Linked DNA regions of Sus scrofa: region 1 is linked to region 2. A link is a contact called in public Hi-C data. All regions are on one chromosome and are shown on one strand. The core of a region is the stretch at or near the end of the contact, and the rest is flanking DNA. Distances in the headings are between cores, read along the strand shown.

Region 1 (4,364 bases), core at 111-2,610, 120 kb after region 2:
GAGCCTCAGCCAGGGCAGAGACCCCTACGGAGGGGATGTTTTCCTGCAGCCTTCACGCCATCCCCAGAACCCTGCTCACCTCTGGGGGGCTGCCAGCCACTAGGAGTGGGATAATGTTCGTGCTTTGGGGGCTTTGGGATGCTGGCAGGGGGTAAGAGGCGCTCCACGAAATGGTATTCATCCACAGACTCCACGAAGCTGGGGTATTCAGGGGTCCCCTGGGTCTGGCTCTGAGGCAAAAACAAACAAACGACCATCTCCCATCAGCCCACCCACCACCCAGCCCCCAACAGGCAGACCTTTCCTCAAGCAGGAAAAGGAAACATTACAAGCAGAGAGAAGGGCTTAAAGAAAAGGCTGAGGCAGGAAAGCACCAGACTTCAGTCCCGGGTGCAGGATACTGAGGGGACTTAAAAAGAAGTTCAGGAACTCAGGCCCACCTCTCTTAGAATTTTTTTTTTTTTTTGATCTTTTTTTTTAGGGCCGCACCTTGACATGTGGAGATTCCCAGGCTAGGGGTCGAACTGGAGCTATACTACCTGTCTATGCCACAACCACAGCAACACCCAACCTACACCACAGCTCGTGGCAACCCCGGATCCTTAACCCACTGAGCGAGGCCAGGGATCAAACCCGCATCCTAATGAATGCTAATCGGATTCATTAACTGCTGAGCCACGACAGAAATTCCTCACTCAATTCTTATAATTTGATACATTAGGTATTTTATTATCTTCTTTTTATATCCAAGAAATATCAAGACATTAGCAAACAATCTACCTGAGGTCACATTCCTATCCTCCCATACTTCTCCCAGCAGATACCCAGAACTCCTGATAGGTCCCAGGGTCACAAAAAGAATCAGAAGAAAGATGTTCAGTCCTATACATTGTGAGTCTTAGGTTCCCAGAGGTGCCGCCAAGATCTGGGGCCAACCTCCAACGTCTACAACGGTGTCCCCTTCAAAAAATAAGGCAGCGGAGTTCTTTTGCGGGGCAGCGGTTAAGGATCCGGCGTTGTCACTGCTGTCTGCGGGGGCTGAGGTCGCTGCTCTGGCAGGTTCGAACCCTGAATTCCACATGTCTCGCGGCCAAAAAAATATTTTGTCTACGTGTGTGTGTGTGTGTGTACGTAAAATCAGCAAGAATCGATGCCCAGCACCTAGTTCTAACTCAGGCTGTCCTCCAATCATATTTCAGTATCTTAAGCCCCACAATCCGGAGCCCACTTCAGGCCCTGCCCCCTTCCCTCTCAGTCTAGTATCTGAGCTCCAGAAAAGCGACCCCCAAGAAGGGACGAGCAAGGGATAACAGCCTCACAACCAGCCCTCTGCTTCCAGCACCAGGCTCAGCGCTCTCACCAGCCGCCGTAGCCCGCAGCCCAGCGGGACGCCAGTTCTCCAGGCACGAAGTACACCGCAGAGCACAGTCGCCGCCATCTCGAACAGCCCAGGTACACTAGCTTTCTGCGCACGCAACCCGCCTGGTCCAGCCCCTTTATGATCGCTCCGCCCAGGACCGAGAGAACGCCTGCGCAAAGCGTAAGGAGGCGGAGCCAGGACGGCTCTGGGCGGTACAAAAATCAGAGATCTTGGCGGTCGCTCAGTAGTGACGTGGCACGCAGCAGGCGGAGAGGACGTGCGCGCCCTCGCTCCTTCCTCTTTCTCGACTCCATCTTCGCGGTAGCGGCAGGGGTGTCCGCGCTTCAGGTAAGATTTTGGCCTTGGATAGATCCGGAGGTCTTATTTGGGGCTTGGCTGCGAGGTTAGAAGGAACGGGGAAAAAAGAGGAAGAGGGCTGGTCGGGGGGCCTGGCCGATCCCCATCGGACCCCCCTGGCAGGTCCGGCCTTACCCACGTGAGACCCCGAGACCAGCTGCTCCCCGGCGCAGTCGCCCCCGGCCCATCCCCCATTACCTGATCCCTTCTGTCCCAGAGTATTTATTCTCTTACAGGCAACCCCTTTTTTTTTTTTCAGTCGCCAACATGCAGCTCTTTGTCCGCGCCCAGGAGCTACACACTCTCGAGGTGACCGGCCAGGAGACGGTCGCCCAGATCAAGGTGAGGCGTCGTAGTGTTTCCTGGGGTCTTTTGTGTTCGCCTTTGCCTTCCGCGGGAACGTTAATGAGTCTTGTTTTTCCATTTAGGCTCATGTAGCCTCGTTGGAGGGCATCGCTCCAGAAGATCAAGTCCTGCTCTTGGCAGGCACGCCCCTGGAGGATGATGCCATCCTCGGCCAGTGTGGGGTGGAGGCCCTGAGCACTCTGGAAGTAGCCGGCCGTATGCTTGGAGGTGAGTTAGGGAGCACTGTACCTTGAACTGCTTGTAAGTTCATGGGTGTAGGGTGTGGAGTTCAGGGTCCTCAATCCAGGGTGGTTCTTCATGTTTCCCTCCCTCAAGAGGAACTCTTGAGAGGTCTGTGGGAAACTTCTCTAGACGGTAGTTCTATTTCAGTCACTTTCTAAATAGATCCTTGTCTATGTCTCAGTTTCCTCAGGAAAATCAGGAGGTTAGAGCAGATCACCAAGGTGCTCTCTAGGTCTTGTTTAAAGTCAGGAGCTGGAGTTCCCTTTGTGGCTAAGCAGGTTACAAACCCAACGAGTATCCATGAGGATGCGGGTTCCACCCCCTGGTCTTGCTCGGTGGATTAAGGATCCCAAGTTGCCATGAGCTGTGGTGTAAGTCAGGAGCTGGAAAATCCTGAAGTGAAACCCCAGGATGTACTAGACTGGATATTCTTGGTCAGAGTTCAGATCTCTACGACTTTGTTTTAATTCCCTGTTGGGCCCATCTTACCTTTAAAGCTTGAGTTGAGGGAGAAAGGATTCTGCTGGGTGGGGCCTTCTTGTTCTAACTGCTGTCCTCCTTTCTTACCACAGGTAAAGTTCATGGTTCCCTGGCCCGTGCTGGGAAAGTCAGAGGTCAGACTCCCAAGGTGAGTGAGAGTATTAGTGGTGGTGTTTGGACTTTTTTTCCCCTGACACAGCTAAGCCAAAACCTTTGGCTCTTGCCATGTTTGCTCTCTTCCTGGCTGGCAGTGAACCTGAGGGAAGGTGGAAGAGGCAACCCTGGGCTGATCAAATCTCCCTTTTCCCAGGTGGCCAAACAAGAGAAAAAGAAGAAGAAGACCGGCCGGGCCAAGAGACGTATGCAATACAACCGGCGCTTTGTCAATGTCGTGCCCACCTTTGGCAAGAAGAAGGGACCCAATGCCAACTCTTAAGTCCTTTGTAATCCCGGCTTTCACTAATAAAGCCACTTAGTCCAATCATCTCATTGTTTCATCTTCATTTGTGCAGGCCTCAGAGAGAGATGTGGCTTCTAGTTCTAGGGCTGGTGTTGTGAAAAACAGGTCTCGTTTTGGTTTCTTAGCAGTGGAGTAGAGTCAGCAACTTGGGGGGGGGGGGGAAGGCTGGTAAACCAATTGGTCCTAGTGATTTTGTTTGTTCTGACTGGCTGGTTTTGCTAACCTAATCAGTTTGATTATTTCAGTGTTTCTAGAAGTGGGGTTCTCTGGGGTCGATTTAGGTTCCCTCCTAGCAATGCATGCATACCATTCAGAGTCTGCCGGTTCTTGGAATACGGCATGTTATGCGGTGAAGACTTTAGGCTCTAGACTTGAACTGTCTTGAGTTTGGATACTTGTTGCATTTATTTACTGGCATGAACTATTTAATCTCTGCCATCATCTCTTGAGAGTTGCTGTGAAGATTAAATTGTGTCAAGTGCTTAAATCCGAATCTGCCTGCCATGTAGAAAACACAAACATGTTGGTTATTTGTGTCTTTTGTAGTGATTGTTCTGGAAGATACTGGCCCCCATGCCTTCTAGGGGTTTAGCATGTTGTGGGGAAAACAAGGGAACTAAATACTTAAAAGTGTTACAGTTTCAAAGAAAAGTAGGCAGGGTGCTGTAATGAAGGGGAGTGTGAGGGCGGAGAGCTATACCCTATCTTTCGGGAGGTCTGAGGATGGGCTATGTGAGACCTGAAACAGGAGCCCATCAGGAAGTGAGATGGTGAGAGTTCAACCAAGAGAACTGTGTGCAAAGGTGTGTGCAGGTCTGCAGGGTCTTGTCAGACATGGAGAAGAGTTTGGGTTGGAGTCCCAAGTGCAATATAAAGTTACCAAGTGCAGGTAAGGGTTTTAACAAGGGTCTCGTGTGATCTGACTTGTCTAGTATTTTCTTTGGCTGACTTTTCTGGAGGGCTGGCAGGTAAGAAAATTAGGAAGCCAGTTAAGCTGATGCCATCCAATTGAGGAATAAGTAGCTTAGGCCACCAGTGGTGGAGGGGGTGCAAAAAATGAGCAGACTCCTCAAATCCATCCAGAACTTGGTGGGCAAATAAATGGGCCATGTTGAGATA
Region 2 (3,882 bases), core at 582-3,081:
AAATTTCTTAACTGTGATTGGCTTTCTCACTTAAGTTTCCTTTCAGGAAGGGAATGCCCTGGGCTTCAGAACTTGGAGTATTCTGGTCTCTCCTAAATGAACATGTTTGTGTTTTGGTTTTATATATTAAAAAAAGAAATTCAATGTGTGGATGCATGATTAAGGCAGATGCACTATCATCCTGATTCTAACACTGAGAACGTCCACACCTCCCGAGACTTGGCTTCCAGCAACTCTGGACACTGCCCCGGAGCCTGACCAATAAGATGAACCAATGCAATGCAGCACTGGAATGGGGGACAGGCCAATGAACTCTCTGTTATCTGTTTCTCCAGCTGTGAACAGCTCACAGTCTCCTTAAAGTCCCTTCCCAGCTAAAATTCAATTTTATGAACCCACCTCAAGAAACTCATACTTGCACAGACCAAACAGTTTTGATGAAAAGGGATGGATCAGCAGAAGTTTAGGTGTAGGCTGGAAAGGGAGATGCCAGAAAAGGCTGTATTTCAAAGCCCCAACATCTCTTGCTTGGTTATCGAGGCTTAAACAATTTCCAAATTCGGAGATGAGAACCTGGCACGTCCCAATTTCACCTTTAGGAAACTGCGTCGATTTAAAATTGTGCTTCATATTCTTTCCTTTGAGCTGGGATCCAAGCAGTACCCTGTGAGCATTTCAAAGGCCCCACACGCCAAACCTCAAAACTCAGTTTAACTCACCTCACAACCCCCCGGAAGCGCCTCCCTTTGGGTTCTAGGCGATTGGGAACACGGAGCGAGAGCGTGGGCCTGGGCTGGGGCCCGGGGAGGGGGCAAGGGACTCACATTTGTCAATCAGAGCATCCTCGCATTCTAGGCCGAAGATCTGCAACTCCTCCCGCAAGAGCTGGGCGGACACGGCCATGATGACCCAGGACGGGGGCCGGGGCCGAGCCCACCCAGCTCCGACCTGACGCCAAGAAACCCACGGCCGTGGAGATCGATGAGCAGGACGCGGTTCCTCCGATCCTTTCGCTCTCCGGGGGGCTGAGACCGAAAGTGACCAAATAATCCAAGACCTCAGGCGGTCAGAAAGCCCTGGCCGTCAGTCTCAGAGAAATACTTTTTATTTTCTTTTTTTCCCGAAGCTCCCAAATGCCTGAAGGAAGGGAGCAGAAATCTTGAGAAGTCACTCTTCTAGGGGAGAAGGCCCTACTTCCTAAAAGCCACCGGGGAGCATCTCTGTGACGGGAGAACCGAGCAGGCCGGAAAAACCCGCCAAATGGTTTGCACGGCGCGCGCATGCGCGAGGCCCGCTCAACCCCACCCCTTCGCCTCGACTTCCTTCTCTCTGTTCCCGGACTACGCGCGCGCACGCGCGTCCGAGGGCGCGTGCGCACGAACGCCCGCACGGCGGATCGCGCGTGTGCGCCTGATGGTCGGCCCGCCCTACCGCGGCTGCGCAGTCATCTTTTACTGGGCTCAGAAGAGAGGCGCGGGCGCGCTGTTGCCCGCTCTCACCCGCTCCCTGCATGGAAACCGCGGTTCTGTACCAGTCGCGGATGACTCTTCCGGCCACCGTCTGCTCCGCGAAGCTCTGTGATGTATGCTTGTCACCCTTTTGTCCGTGCCTTCGTGCGCAGGCCGTGGCGTGTACGTGCCTTCAAATGTCTCAAACATTCTGTGTCCAACACGCGGGAGAGGAAAGTCTTGTCCCTGCTCTTGTCTCCCGCGTCATCTCTGCATCATCTCTGCACTCAGCGCGACTTCCTTAGGGAATCTGGTTGCCATGGTTATCATCGCGGCTACCACCAGTAGTCACAGCCACAGTCGTATAGGTCTATTTTCTGGAGCCCAAATCTCCATTGGCTCAGCTTAGATCAAATAACGCTAGGCATCATACTTGGCTAATGGGATGGTAGGTTGGTAGAGTCTCTAGAATAAAGTTCGGCAGTATGATATCAGTTATTAAGATTGTTCATTCTCTTTTGACTTAGCATTTCTTATCCTAAGAAAACCGGCCAGAATCCAAAGTTTTATAAACAAAGATGCTCATTTTGTAATTTACAGTAAAAAATAAAATAAATGGAAACTGAGTATCCGGGGAGGAAAGTACAGGCTATCACTAGAACAGTGATTCTCAAGACCTCACTACATGGGGAGTTCCCATTGTGGCGCAGCTCTAAATGAATCCGACTAGTATCTATGCTGATGAGGTTGGATCCCTGGCCTGGCTCAGTGGGTTGGGGATCTGCCCCCTCTCTCTGTGAGCTGCGCTGTAGGTTGCAGGTGCGGCTCAGATCCCTCGTTGCTCTGGCGTGGGCCAGCAGCTGTAGCTCGGATTCCACCCCCAGCCTGGGAACTCCCATATGGCCAGAGTGCAGCCCTAAAAAGAAAAAAAAAAAGACTGCACTGCAGAGGCCAGAGACACTTAGGGAGCATTTTAGGGCATACGATGAGGGAAGAAAAGCCAGGAAGAGTCCTGTCTTGGCCTCAAACCAACCATGTGAAACAGGGTGTAGTCTGCATGTAAACCACAGTTGGGGGAGGGCTGGAGAGGGAAAACCATCTTAGGCTTCTTTCTTACTGGTAGGTACAAATGGCAGAGGGTGGGAGCAGTTCACCTGGGTACAAGCAATAAAGCATATATTTGTTTTCTATTGCTGTGTAATTATTTACTGTAAATTATTGTGATAATTTAACCCGTAAATTTAGTGGGTTAAAACAGCATTTGTTTTATTTGTCCACAGAGCTGTAGCTCAGAAGTCTGGACACAGCATGTCTGCATTCTCAGTAAGGCTGAAATCAAAGTGTTGGCTAAGTTGCATTCCCACAGAGACACTGTTTTTAAAGGGCTCCTGTTGTTAGGTTAGGACCACTTTCTTTCTTTCTTTCTTTCTTTTTTTTTTTTTTTTTTTGTCTTTTTGCCTTTTCTTGAGCTGCTCCTGTGGCATAGGGAGGTTCCCAGGCTAGGGGTCCAATCGGAGCTGTAGCCACCGGCCTACGCCAGAGCCACAGCAATGCCAGATCCGAGCCGCGTCTGCGACCTACACCACAGCTCAGGGCAATGCCAGATCCTTAACCTACTGAGTGAGGCCAGGGATCCAACCTGCAACCTCATGGTTCCTAGTTAGATTCATTAACCACTGTGCCACAGTGGGAACTCCAGGACCACTTTCTTAAGATCAACTGGTTTGGGAATATAATTACATCTGCAAAATCTCTTTATAGCAGTGTGAAGAGGGCACTGTTCCAGCAGAAAAAGCCATTGACCCCAAAGAGCACAACAAAGAAAAAAACAAAAGAGGAAGTTTTAGGAACAATGGCATGATCTGTTTTGAAATATAGACTGCCTGGAGCTCCCGTCATGGCTCAGTGGTTAATGAATCTGACTAGGAGCCTTGAGGTTGCAGGTTCGATCCCTGGCCTCGCTCAGTGGGTTAAGGATCCGGCGTTGCCGTGAGCTGTGGTGTAGGTTGCAGACTCGGCTCGGATCCTGCATTGCTGTGGCTCTGGTGTGGGCTGGTGGCTACAGCTCTGATTAGACCCCTAGCCTGGGAACCTCCATATGCCACAGGAGCGGCCCTAGAAAAGACAGAAAGCCAAAAAAAAAAACAAAACAAAAAAGGAATGCCTTCAACATTGGGTATAATTTCATTCATAATTACCGAAATATGTCTCAGAGTGGAGAGTTAGCAAGTCATCTGCACTGGTGTGAAGTAGGCTAAGAACAATGCTGCTCACCCGCTTTCCTGTTCTGAATTCGGAGCTGTCTGTAATTATCTGCATACGGGGGGATTATCTGCATCCTTGAGGGATGGGGGAGTCCAGCAACTGGTTCTGAGCTCTTATGGAAAGCTTTCAAGAGCATGTCAAGACCCTCTCTAGAATGTGGGATTGCTTA

The links. A called contact is a pair of places that touch in the nucleus more often than the background predicts.
Region 1: a Hi-C map of fetal skeletal muscle shows a contact between it and region 2, with 2.7 times the contacts expected there. The contact joins the promoter of FAU here to the promoter of POLA2 in region 2. A contact is called at or near these places in 3 of 5 promoter capture datasets (fetal skeletal muscle and liver), 22 of 47 Hi-C or Micro-C datasets (alveolar macrophages, blood, embryonic fibroblasts and 12 more) and 2 of 2 datasets of contacts at active chromatin or transcription factors (alveolar macrophages and skeletal muscle).

The regions. Positions count from the first base shown.
Region 1 is chr2:7,069,543-7,073,906 of Sscrofa11.1, forward strand. It overlaps FAU (ubiquitin-like protein FUBI), which reads left to right and starts at 1,361. Exons shown (of 5, transcript XM_021082866.1): 1 at 1,361-1,708; 2 at 1,977-2,059; 3 at 2,146-2,290; 4 at 2,878-2,933; 5 at 3,096-3,269. The coding sequence starts at 1,985. The coding sequence ends at 3,221. MRPL49 (mitochondrial ribosomal protein L49) reads right to left here and starts at 1,462. Exons shown (of 4, transcript NM_001245013.1): 1 at 1,361-1,462; 2 at 80-230. The coding sequence starts at 1,438.
Region 2 is chr2:6,948,458-6,952,339 of Sscrofa11.1, forward strand. POLA2 (DNA polymerase alpha subunit B) reads right to left here and starts at 1,832. Exons shown (of 18, transcript XM_013994111.2): 1 at 825-1,832. The coding sequence starts at 903.